Linked DNA regions of Mus musculus: region 1 is linked to region 2. The links are chromatin contacts, called in public Hi-C maps. All regions are on one chromosome and are shown on one strand. Each heading gives the region's core, a stretch centred on a gene start, on an enhancer-like site or on the middle of the called end of the contact. The rest is flanking DNA. Distances are from core to core; before and after follow the strand shown.

Region 1 (5,857 bases), core at 2,708-5,207, 240 kb before region 2:
CCTCAAGGATGTAATTTGCTTTGGTATACAATACGATGATAGGCGCGGAGCGGGTGGGAAGCTGGGTTTGGAGTGATCCTTCTCCTTCTGGGATGAAACATTCTCAGCAAGCAGGGTGAATGAAATGAACAAATCCCCCTGCTTCTCTGTCATTCATCCTAAAATGAGTTCGTTTCCTAGACGCAGGACTCCAGGCTGGTAGAAAGCTAACTTGTCTTCCACCTTTGCCTGCTGTAACAAGGGCTGGGGTTGCAGAAAATAGGTGGCATTTGTCACATGGTCAGCCTCTGCTGTAAGCAGTCTCCATGACTACGGTGGATGGATGGAAAGCTCTCTTTCTCCCTTTCCTTGCTTACGGAATCAAGAACACATAAGGGTTTTTGTTGTTTATCGGTTGTTTTGTTTTGTGGTGTGTGTGTGTGTGTGTGGGTGGGAGAGAGAGGGGGGGTGTATACAGGTACATAAGAACATCAGAAAGTGTATTGGATCCTCTGGAGCTTGAGTTACAGGTGGTTTTTGAACCACGTGATGTGGGAGGTAGGAACGGAACTCCGGTCCACAGAGCTATTGAGCCGTTTAGCGAGGTTTATTAAACATGTCACATACCCAACATAACTTACATCGTGCTTTATCCCTCTGAGCTTGTAGGAAACAGCAAGATGAGGAATTTTTTTTTTCTGTAGGAATGCTGTGAAGGGTGGTATTTTTGTTTGATGTGGAGATGGTCAGAAAGTTGTCTACTTTTCTCCTAGGTTTGAATGTGAAATGTCCCCCTTAGGCCCAGTGTTTGAACCATTGGTGTAAGTCTAGCAGTGCAGTTGTAGGCAATTGTGGAACCTTTAGAAGGTAGAGCCTTGCTGTTTGATAGGTTCCCTGTACTTCCTGTTTGATACCAATTACTGACTGCTCACACAGCGTGATTAGGACCTTCTGACATGCCATCCTCACTATGACAAACTTTATCCTCAAGCAGAGATCCAAAATAAGTCCTCCCTTCTTTAAGTTGATTTTCTTCAGGTGGCTGGTCACAATGATAAGAAGAGTAACACCTCAATTTACAGTCAGCAGAAATCATACCTGTTGTGGTTACGAAGATGTGAAATTCTCCTTAGCCTCTCCTCCCTCATACGATCCATGTATTTAGACATCACTTCAACCTGCATTTCTGCAGTGCATCTTGAGCGAAAGACATGATGAATAGGCACATGTTCCCCTCCTGCCTTTTGTCTAAAGAATAGCAGGTTGGCTATGTAAGTGGATGAGCTGATGTTAATAACTGTTGAATTAGGGTGGCAATCAGGCTTTTCTATGAAGATGTGGTCAGCCCTAATACAAAGCTGCTGAGCTAGAATTTAAAGACTGACTCTGCATCAGGTTATTTTCATTTCCAGCTTGTTCAGTGCCTTCCCCCCCACCCCCCACCCCCACCCCACCCCCCCCCCCCCCGCTCACAAAGAGGACGACAAAACGTTAAACAATTTCTTAGGACAAGTTTTAGAGAAAGCCTATAAACAAAACTGATCCAGGGCTAGGGCTGCAGCTTCATTGGTGGAATGTTTGCCCAGCATGTCTGAGGTGCTAGCAATGTTCAAACCAGGTGCTGTGGTACACTTCTGGTTTCCCAACACTCGGGAGAGGGATCCAAGAGGATCAAGGGAGTCTGAGGCTAGCCTAGACTACAGAGACCTTGTCCATAAACTAGGTAGAGTGTTGGGCAAATACTTTAGTTGGTTGAGTGGTTCCTAGCATTCAGAAAGCCCTTTATTCGATCACTACATAAAGGAGTGCAGTGGTGCATACCTCTGGAATTGGGGGAAAACAGATTTCATGAGAACCTGACTCAAATTGAGGGGGGGCGGTACTGGAGAGATGGGTGAGTTCTTACTCTTCCCCCAAGTTTGGTTCCCAGCATTTCCTCAGCACAATTGCCTTGAACCCACGTTCTAGAGGATCCATTACCCTGTGGCCTCCCTAGGGCACCTGTACACACATAGTACACATAAACTAACGTAGGCATGCATACATACATACATACATACATACATAGTAATAGAAAGATATACAGATGAATTTTGTATTCATACTTTGGCTTTTTTTCCCTCAGTACTTGATACCCTGAGTTCAGTTCAGAATTATTGATTTTCAGTTGGTTCACTGTGTGAGCGCTATGGCAGTCTGAATTGATATTATTGAGAGAAAAACTGCTTCCCTCCACCCACGGATTCTTTGCATTTTAGTCAACTAATTATGTTTACAAAATGTCTAATTTTTGCACAGTGCCAAGTGTGTGCTAAACCAAAGCCTTTGGGGAATAAACTAGCAAGTAGGTCATATACCAAAAAGTCATCCAAACCCATTGGGCTTTTTATTTTCAAGTCAGTCTGGGCTTTTTTTTCCTCTTGCCTGCCTCTCTGCGGCCACAAAACCAAATAGCTTGAGACCCGGGCCTTGAATGTCAGGAAATCGGGGAGGCAGGCTGCCACGTGCCTGTTTAGTCTCAGTGCAGGGCGAAATGCCATCATTAATTCATTACCCAGCTGCCTGTCAAATAAATTGGCAATTACGTCCACCGCAGAAGCTCAGAATCTAGTAAATAGCACGTTAGCATCTCTGAGTCGCTGAGAGATATAAAGGGAAAAATCAAGCAATACTGTGTGTGTATCAGCAGCAGACGACAAGGGGTCTCGGACTCGGGCATGTGATGTGTGATGAAAAACTCACAAAGGGTTGGTAATGAGCTGTGTGGATGGGAACATGCTAAAAATGGCCACTGACTTTTGTGCTCTGTCTCTGTGCTTCCTTTACAGAGTTCAGCTCCTTCCAGCTTGGGGACAGGCTACTTCGTAAGTCCATCTCCACTTCCACCTGCGCGCCTCCTCTTGCCATCAGTTCGCTCGTATAACAAACCCTCATTACAGTGTGAAAAAATGACACCCGAGGAATCCCTCTTGCCCCTAACGAGCTCACTGATTTCTGCCCTGTCGTTGAGGATTGTCTTATTTCTAAAGGGTTTAACCTGTTGGGCCTTAAGGATCAGGAGGCATCTGCCTCGGTGGGGAACTTAGCACGTTTAGGAGATAGGGGGGACACATGATTGCCCTTGCCAGCCCAATTCCATAATTGCTGGAAGTCAGATTACATATGGAATTATTTGATTTCTTCTAAGTACTCAAAAGAGCTTCAGTGTGCACAGTGACTTGCTTTTCTGTTTCTGTTATTTCACTGTGAGGGGAGATGGCATTCCAGTAGTGTTTTCCTTGTACTTGGTTGGTAGCTGTATCTGGCTTTTAAGCCAGCAATCACCACACTCCACAGTTTGGCAAATACAGATGCATTATATGTGTTCTGGTCCTTACACTTTGTTCTTAGGGGAGGGGAGGGGATGGACGAAATATACCTCTGGGATTATTACACTATCTTTCATTCAAGGACAGAGAGATGGTTGCTTCATTGCATTTTTTATAACAAAATTATCCTTTGTGGGTTTAGTATTCCTTCTCATGGTATAAATGAGGAAGAATTACAAACCACAACTATTTACACAAGATGGCATAGCACTGTGTATTTTAGTACTTACAGGCACTTGATTGTGTTCTGAAGTAACGCTTGATACTATAATACGCAAGATAGAACACATGCTACCAACCATAGCCAATAAACACCCATTCAGTTCAGCTGCTCTTAACGTTGTCCTCTTAACATGGCCAATCAGTCTTCTTGTGACTCGTTTCTCTGACTGCATTTCTGGTTGAATTATGAAAATCAGCATCGTTTCAGTGAATATCAAGTCTTTCCTAAATTTGGCCCAAAAGGCACCCTCACCTGGTCCCACTAACTTCGTCTTGAACTATAATCCAAGGAGAATGCTAAGGATTCCTCTGGCCCTGCATCATACAGTTAGCACACTGATGGTGGTTCTGCGCAGCGGGCCTGAATATTCATGCTTACAGAAGAAGCAGGATACGCTCCGTGTCTTGCTTTAGCAGTTGAAAGAACAGACGTCGTCCCATCTGCCATCTCTTCACACCAGGCTGGGTGTGGGTTGCGATGCTGGAAGTAAGATCTGCAGGCTGCGGTGCCTGCCCTCCATGCTCTCTATCCTCACCCCACCTCCCTTTCAGAAATAGAGCCGAAGCCACCACCTTCACCACGTTCAGTTACAGCCTGAACATTCTACTGTCATTTATGTTGTCAGTGTGATCACCCTGAAAGAAGGGTGTCACTTCAGGAATCAGAATCCACATTTTGTTTTGCTTTTTACCTCCTTAGTTCTTGGAATGCTTTTATTACTTAATGACATATTTGATAACTAGCGAATCCTTGATTAGGATTTGGAAGGGTTTTTTGTTTTTGGGTTTTTTTTTTTGTTTTTTGTTTTTTGTTTTTTTGTTTGTTTGTTTTTTTGTGCTGGGTCAACTTTGCTTCGCTTATAAAACTTACTCATTTTGTAAAAGTTGCCTTGGTAAAATCAACTTACTTTGCTTATCTCAAGAGCTGTCGTGTTATTAGCGTACATGGAGAAGATGAGTACCAGATGTCTGTCCCGCTCTCAGCTATGATAAAAATGCCCCTCTGCGGAATGTGTTTCCAATCCCACATTGTTCCGTTATCACCCTGCAAAATCCTTAGTGGAGTTGCCAAGCCCTCATCAAAGCCGGGCTCTGTTTCCAGTGTCAGTCCAACGGCATCACGTGTAGTACTCGATTTCAGGGACTGACTTCCACGTTGGCGAGTCTCTTGCTTTTAAATGGAAGTAATGTATTTACAGTTTCTGTGATTGGCCCCTCTTCCCCAACTTGAGATACAGTGTTTATGTTGTGCTCATGGTCCTTTTATGAGAACGGCTTCACTAAGTTTGTAATGAAGGTGAGTCACTATCAGGTTGAGTCCCATACTGTTTTTTTTTTGTTTGTTTGTTTGTTTTCTCATTAATTGCCTTTGACAACTCTTTGAAATGTGGAAATCACCACAGATGAGCTAATCCTTATCATTAAATCATGGACTGTTGAATTTGAAAAGACTAAGTTTCCCTACCTTTAGCTGAACAAGGAAGAACTGTTTTGTTTTGTTTTGTTTTGTTTTGTTTCGTTTTTAAACACTGTCCCTTGCTTCAGTATCCCTCCTCCCTCCAGAACCTTCTGTTTGCTCCCCTGTCCTATAGTGGAGATTTTAGTAAACTAAGGTGAAAACCCAGAAGTTGTCCTTGTTCATGAAACTGATACTGTAGTCCATGCATCACGGAGTCTGTATTTGCATGCAGGTGAGGTATGTGTTGTTACCTGCAGTTGCCCATTCTTGGGCTAATCCAAGAGTGCTTGCATTTGCCTCTCAGTTCTTCAGCTGTATCTGTCTCACTTTGCTGAAGGGCTTTGAAGAAACCTTTGTTTTTGATCCGGTGATATTTGTTTATGTCTTCCTGGTTTTGTGTTCCAAAGATGTCTGCTTAGGTCTGTCAGTTTTCCAATCTATGCAGAAGATTTGAGAGATGGGAACAGCAGTGAAGAGCACTATTTACATAAGCAGATTGCAAAGGATTCTCAAAGTAGGCAAAATAGAGAAGGATTGGAACAAACTTTGCACGTTTGGGGGAGGCTTTGAATACCATGAGTATTACACACACATACTCTCTCTCTCTCTCTCTCTCTCTCTCTCTCACACACACACACACACACACACACACACACACTCCCTCCCTCTCTCTCTCTCTCTCTCTCTCTCTCTCTCTCTCTCATTGCATACGCATACCCTGCTCAGCTCATATTCTAAATATAAATGAAATTATAGGCAACTTGGAATCAATTTGCTGGGTTTTTCTTTCCCTTTTGGCAAGCGTACTGAAACTTGTTGGAGTGTGTAT
Region 2 (6,177 bases), core at 1,598-4,097:
GGGCCTCATCATTTTGGGAACAGAGCTCTTGTTTGGGAACTGGCATGTAGCTCCTGTTATAGCATGGCTTCAAACTCCCACAGAGTAAGCCTGTTTTTCCTACAGGGTGCTAACCTTCAGTAGAGAAAAGTCCTCTGAGAGAGGCCCACTCACTCAACTCTGTAGCCTGCAGTAAAACCAACTTGGACCCCTTTCTGGCCTTTGTTCTGGGCCTTTTAGACCTCTTCCACACATTCCCTCAGAATACTGTCATTTTCAAGATGAAATTGGTGTGAAGCCTACATTCTAGTCCTGTTGCTGTCCTCCACCAGCTGTGTAGGGCATGCCCCTGTGAAATTTCAGTTATCTGTGAAGTACAGTGCAGGCCCTCCTTGCTTGCCTGATGCCACAGTCACAAGCATGGGGTGATGTAACATGCATGCAAGTGTCCTATGTCATTCAAAGCAGTGTTCAGATGCATGGGGTAATAGAACAGATTATTAAAATTGGCTTCTCCCATGAGATTCCAAACTAGGCCTTTGTGTGTCCCCAGTTGGGATAACAGAAGCCCATATGGTATTTCAATTGTACAGATTGTCATATGAACTTTGCTAGGGAGACAAAAGAAAGTCTCTTCAGTGTTTCAAATAGGACACTAATGACCAAATAGGACACTAATGACCAAATAGGACACTAATGACAACCAAAGAAACAACTACCCCAAATCTAGCTTGGTGAACCAAACCTGTGAACGTGATTAAGGTTGCTTACAGAAGCACGGGCAATTTAAGATAACTAGCTATACCCCCAAAGGAAAACTAACTCTCTCTCTCTCTCTCTCTCTCTCTCTCTCTCTCTCTCTCTCTCTCTCCCCCTCTCTCAACTGTTAATTGACCCTCAGAAAGAAGTGTCATTCGGTGAGCTCCCCTCACCTATCAAGTCAGGAAAGGATGGGGATATCTTAAGATCCTCTATCCTAGCAAGTATTACCTGTTTAAGTGTCCTCAGACAAGGGTGAGCCTATGGCCCATTTCTTCCAGGAAATTCTGTCTGTAGATTCTCGAGGTCTCATGCAAATAATCACAGCTGCTGCCTCCAGTTCAATGTGGCAACAGCCATCCCTTGCCAAAAATACCATTTCCAACCATAGTGGCTCTGTCAGAAATTGTTGTGCACTCCCATTGCTTAGGACCAGCTAGGGTCTAGCCACCTATAGTGTTTGTCCCTCATGGTGTTTTCTTAGGTGGCTTCTATTTAATGGGTCATCTTATGGATGACTATAAGCCCAAGGTCTCCCTTTTAGCATCTCTTTCTCTCTTCAATATTGGGTTGAGAGATATCTATAATGTGATTCTTATTAAAAGTGGAAGGAGAAGCAAGCATGGAGTGGGAGCCCCAGACCATCATCAAACCTCTTAGGATGTTTGCATGTACCCACAGTCAAACAAAGACGCATTTACACCCACAAGGGAATGAGTGTCCTCTCCCAACCCTGCCCAGGAAATTGGTCCTTGCTGTTCCCAGACCTCTCTGCAGCCTGACTTTGAAATCTACTTTTCCTTAGCATCTAGTACATGTCTCCTAGAAGCCCTTGCCAAGGCTCACTCTTAAGTCCGTCTGCCAACCCCAGTGCCACTACTCAGTTTCTACATGCTGTTGTAGGGTTTGAGTTTGGGTTGCACTGGAGAAGAGAGGGGGTGCATTATCCTTTCTTTACCATGTTTTTTTTTCTCCTGTGCCACACACAGAAGCAGCCTTAGTAGCTGGGGCTGTAGCTCAGTTGGCAAATTGCTTGCCTAACATAGGATTGATCCCTAGCACTGTGTTACCCAGGCATGATGCTGCGAGGCCTATAATCCCAGCACTCTGGAGCTAGAAGCAGGAGAATTAGATGTTCAAGAGCATCTTCAGCTATATAGCAAGTTGAAAGCTTGCCTGTGATACATCACACTCTGTGTTTGTTTTTTAACACGTGAAGAAACCCGAGGTATAGGAACAGAAAAAAAAAAAGCTGTATATGATTACATAACTAGACATTTTTCAACCTGGCTATGTATAATTAAACTTTCGACCTAATGTTTTCATGGCATAACTATGGCTTTGTGCCCAACTTTGGAAATTGCACTAGCTTCAACATTTGGGTTAGTCTTTGTCCCTCATACAGCAAGCATGCCTCCAGGAAACACTAGGGAACAGGGGCTAACGGAATGACTGTGTCTGAGCCTACTTTGAACAGCCAAGAACATCCTCTGTGCTCCTTGGCTCTTTTTCATGGGTCTTGATCATTTATTTGAGTCACTTTCTTCTACCCGTAGACTCGCGGCTCTTAGCAGCAGAAGCCTATCAAGGTCACCTCCCACTCCCTGAGGACAGGTTTCCTGTCATCGGACCCCTTCCTGGTCCCCAGTTACTGGGAGAACATGATGGCAGCCTCTCACCACCCTGTATCCCCATCTCTGACACACATGGTCTCTTTGAGCCTTCAAGATCCATCAGCCCACTAAAGCGAGAGAGTTAAAAGTACCAAGTTGCCGGATGATGGGGAAGTGAGAATGAGCGGGTCTCACACAGGGATGATTTGAAACAAGCCTTGTGGCTTTTTAATAATGTGCCAAAAGCAGTCTCAGTGGTGGGCCAGCAGGGCCCCCAGTCTATCTTCTGTGAAAGGAGAAGCCCAGCAGGCCCCGCCAAATGCAGACGGCCCCTCCACTCTGCTGGAGGAGACAGACTCCGAGATGGCAATCAAGGCTTGATTTGCCAACACATTTCCAATGATTAAAATGTAATTAGCACAACTGAGTGCCTCCTCCCCAGCTAATTTTAATACATGCTGTGACAGGCAGGCAGCCGGCTGTGCCTTTAGCCCAGCAGCAGATGGAGGCAGAGGCAGCGGGAGAGGAAAACCATTTTGCAATGTGACGATTCGCATCACAAAACCATCAGGGCGCTCAGCTCTTAGAAGGCCCTTGATGGCGGCACGTCAAATTGGTGCTGTCATAGCTGACCGTGGCAATGGCAGTCATCCTTCATGCTGTCCCAGAAGCCCAGCTAGGCAATTTCCAGGCGTAACCCTTTAAGATCTAGAAGGGGAAGAGAGAGAGAGAAAGAGAGATGGAGTGCTCTCTCGTTGTCTTGCCGTGACAGGCGTCAGCTCTGCAATGTGCGCTGTGAAACCCACACTCTTGGCAGCTTGCAAACTGTTATTTGCATGCTTCTCTTCCAAAACATGGTGGAGTGTGGTTTAGAAGATTTGGAAATAGCTGTTGCTCCAAATGGGAGCCCGGCACTCCGGCTGCCTTCTGTACTTCTTTCCCAGATCTGGGAAGCAGGTGCCCATACTGCCTAGGGTGGACAGGCAGCCTAGAGGTTTCCTTTTTTTTTTTTTTTTCTTTTCTTTTCTTTTCATTTATTTTTATTTTTTTTTATACCATTAGTCCCATAGCAGGATCAGAACCCTGGGGCCTCTCATCAAGACCATCTGCTTCTCTCTCATCTTGAAAGGCATGTTGTGCACACTGCAGAGTCCAGAGGCTCATATGGCCCTGTTCCTAGTAGAAGCGTCTGGGTTCTCCCTCAGCCTGTTGGGCTGTCACTCTCTTTCCAAGATGCTTCCTGGAGGCAGAGACCACTGGGCCATCCTGGGCTGGGATGCACTGTAGAACTTCGGGGTGTATTTTAGTTCTGTAAGTGCTAACATCTCACCCAGATGGGCAACTTACACAATACCACATAGAACAAAGAGACAGGGCTCACTGATAACAGGTATTAGACATTTGCTTGTGGCTGTATACCAGGTTTAAGGACTTAATGAAATGATGCATTTTGTCATTTAAATGCACACACATATAGAGGCTACATGTCCTCATCCCCACTCGTTAGATGAGAGACACTGAGACTTGGTAAGATTATGTAACTTTCCCAAGCTCTGTGTTAAGTGTTAGAACTTAGATCCAGGCTGGGGATATGGCATAGTTGGTAGTATGGTATACTTGCCTGGTATTGTAGGCCCTGGATTCAACCCCCAGGAATGATGGTGGAAGTCTGTAATCCCAGCACTTGGGAGGTTGAGGCAGAAGGATCAGGAGTGAAAGATCATCCTCAGCTGTATGGCCAGTTCAAGGCCAACCTGTATGGAACTCTGTCTCAGAACACCAACCATGGTAATAACAACAACTTAAGTCTGCACGGACAGTAAAATACATTGTGGCCTAAACAGACGGGAGAAATGTCCTGCAAAGACAGCGATGCTATTCTTAGAGCCCTTTGGAGATCAGTGTCCAGTGGGACCCCAGGGTGGCAATTATATGTCACTGTGTGTATCTGTTTTTCCTTTCACTGGAAAAAAAGTCATCATTAAAGAAGATTTCAGAAGGGGGCTTGAGAGATGACTCAGTCAGTAAAAGGTTGACCATGTAGGCATTAGAACCCGGGTTTCATCCCCAGAAAGCATGGAGGGAAAAACAGTCATGGTGGCGTGGACACACAATGGAGACAGGCAATCCATGAGTCTCACTGTCTAGCCAACCTGAACACCAGGCCAATGAAATACCCCATCTCATAGGATAAGATAGACAGTGGATGCAGAACAACAGTATTCAGGACTGACCTACACACACGCACACACAAAAGCTTCAGAGAATTTATAAGTATAGCTTAAAAGAGTCCACATCCTTTATCACTTAGAAGTAAATGGTGTGACTGTTTCGTGCATCTCTTTCTAGGCTTTTTTCCTCTGTGTGTTTGCCAATCTTAAAGTAACCCAGTGTATCTAATTGTATGCCTCTTGTTCCTTTCATTGCAGAGGGACGATGACAATAGCATTTTTCATGGCTCCTCTTAGCTCGCCCTCAGAGGCAGATACCGTCACTCTATTTCATTGCTCTAAAAAGAGAACTTGAGGGCTTAGCAGGTAAAGTTACTTGCTACCAAACCCGACAATCCTAAGTTGATTCCCAGGACCCACGTGCTAGTAGAAAACCTACTCACACAAGCTGTCCTCCAATCTCCACAAGAGCAGTGTGGGCGGCACATGTGCACACATGCAAGTGTGCACACACACAAAAAGATTTTTAAAATGTAATTTTTTTTTTTAATAAAAGAACTTGAATGTTCAACTCCCTTCTGGGATTTTTGATGTAACCACAACTAACCATGAACATAGTCATGTTTCCATTTCAGTGAAATAGCTCATGGCATCATAGCATGTTTGGTTTTTGTTGGTGTGAGAGAGAGAGAGACAGAGACAGAGACAGAGAGAGACAGGGAGACAGAGAGAGAGAGAGAGAGAAGGTTGTGTGTTCATTTGCATCTACAGCTGAATATAGCAGAAGATGTCTGAGGACAACTAAGCTTTGATGCAGGGTCTTTTTGTGCCTTTGTATACACCAGAATGTTGGCTCAGGAGCTTCAGGGGATTCTGTCTCTGCATCCTATCCCTATCTAATCATAGTAGCCATAAGATTACAAATACACAACAGCACAGCCAGCTTTACATAGTGGAATGGTTGTATTTTATTGTCAATCTAACATAATGTAGAGTCCCCTGGGAAGAGGCAACTTCAACTGAGGAGTTACCCAGATCAAATCGACCTGTGGCCATGCCTTCCAGAGATTGTTTTTATTGGTGATTGATATGGGAGTGTTCATCCCACGGTGGTGGCCACCTCCTTAGACTGATGGGTCTTGTCTATACAAGAACATTAGCTGTGTGTGAGCCAGGGCGTGAGCCAGTGAGCAGCATTCCTCCATGGCTTCTGCATCCAATTCTTGCTTATTTGAGTCCCTGCTTGACCTCCCTCAGTTGTGGACTTGGCATGGAGGGATGAGCCAAATACAAGCCTCCTCCCAGTTGATTCTGCTCACGTTTACAAAAAGTCAAGTGGAACAGTTAGGTTCTAGAGATTTGAGCCCAAGTCCTGACACTTATACTGCAAGCCTTTTACCTACCAAGCCATGTCTCTGTGGATTTTAATGGGCACAAAACTGTTGTGTTAACCTGATCCCTAGGTGGAGACATTTAGGTTCATGAAGTCTGTGTGTTATTGCAGAGACTTAGAATTGCTTAGGTTCCAATGCCATGACTCCAAGTCCCCATTAACAGAACTCTGAGCAAGTTCCTTTGTGACTTTAAGGGTGACTTTTAGGCGTAAAAAGGAGGAGGAAGAAGAAGAGGAGGAGGAAGCTAAAAACATTAGCTTG

The links. Hi-C and Micro-C count contacts between places; a contact is called where the count stands out from the background.
Region 1: a contact with region 2 is called in a Hi-C map of forebrain, with 5 times the contacts expected there. The contact joins two enhancer-like sites. A contact is called at or near these places in 1 of 39 promoter capture datasets (hippocampal neurons), 3 of 484 Hi-C or Micro-C datasets (cerebral cortex, forebrain and nephron progenitors) and 2 of 115 datasets of contacts at active chromatin or transcription factors (embryonic basal ganglia and embryonic forebrain).

Annotation. Positions count from the first base shown.
Region 1 is chr5:132,027,976-132,033,832 of GRCm38.p6, reverse strand. It overlaps Auts2 (autism susceptibility candidate 2), which reads left to right. Exons shown (of 20, transcript NM_001363480.1): 4 at 2,808-2,843. Among named protein-coding and RNA genes, the nearest start is that of 4930563F08Rik, 150 kb to the right of the region's middle. Within about 2 kb of position 3,957, at least 24 of the 459 cell types and tissues checked have an H3K27ac peak or open chromatin away from gene starts, as enhancers often do. A contact at or near this core is called in forebrain, where this site is marked.
Region 2 is chr5:131,791,456-131,797,632 of GRCm38.p6, reverse strand. All of the region lies in intron 4 of Auts2 (autism susceptibility candidate 2), which reads left to right. Among named protein-coding and RNA genes, the nearest start is that of 4930563F08Rik, 86 kb to the left of the region's middle. Within about 2 kb of position 2,847, at least 44 of the 459 cell types and tissues checked have an H3K27ac peak or open chromatin away from gene starts, as enhancers often do. A contact at or near this core is called in forebrain, where this site is marked.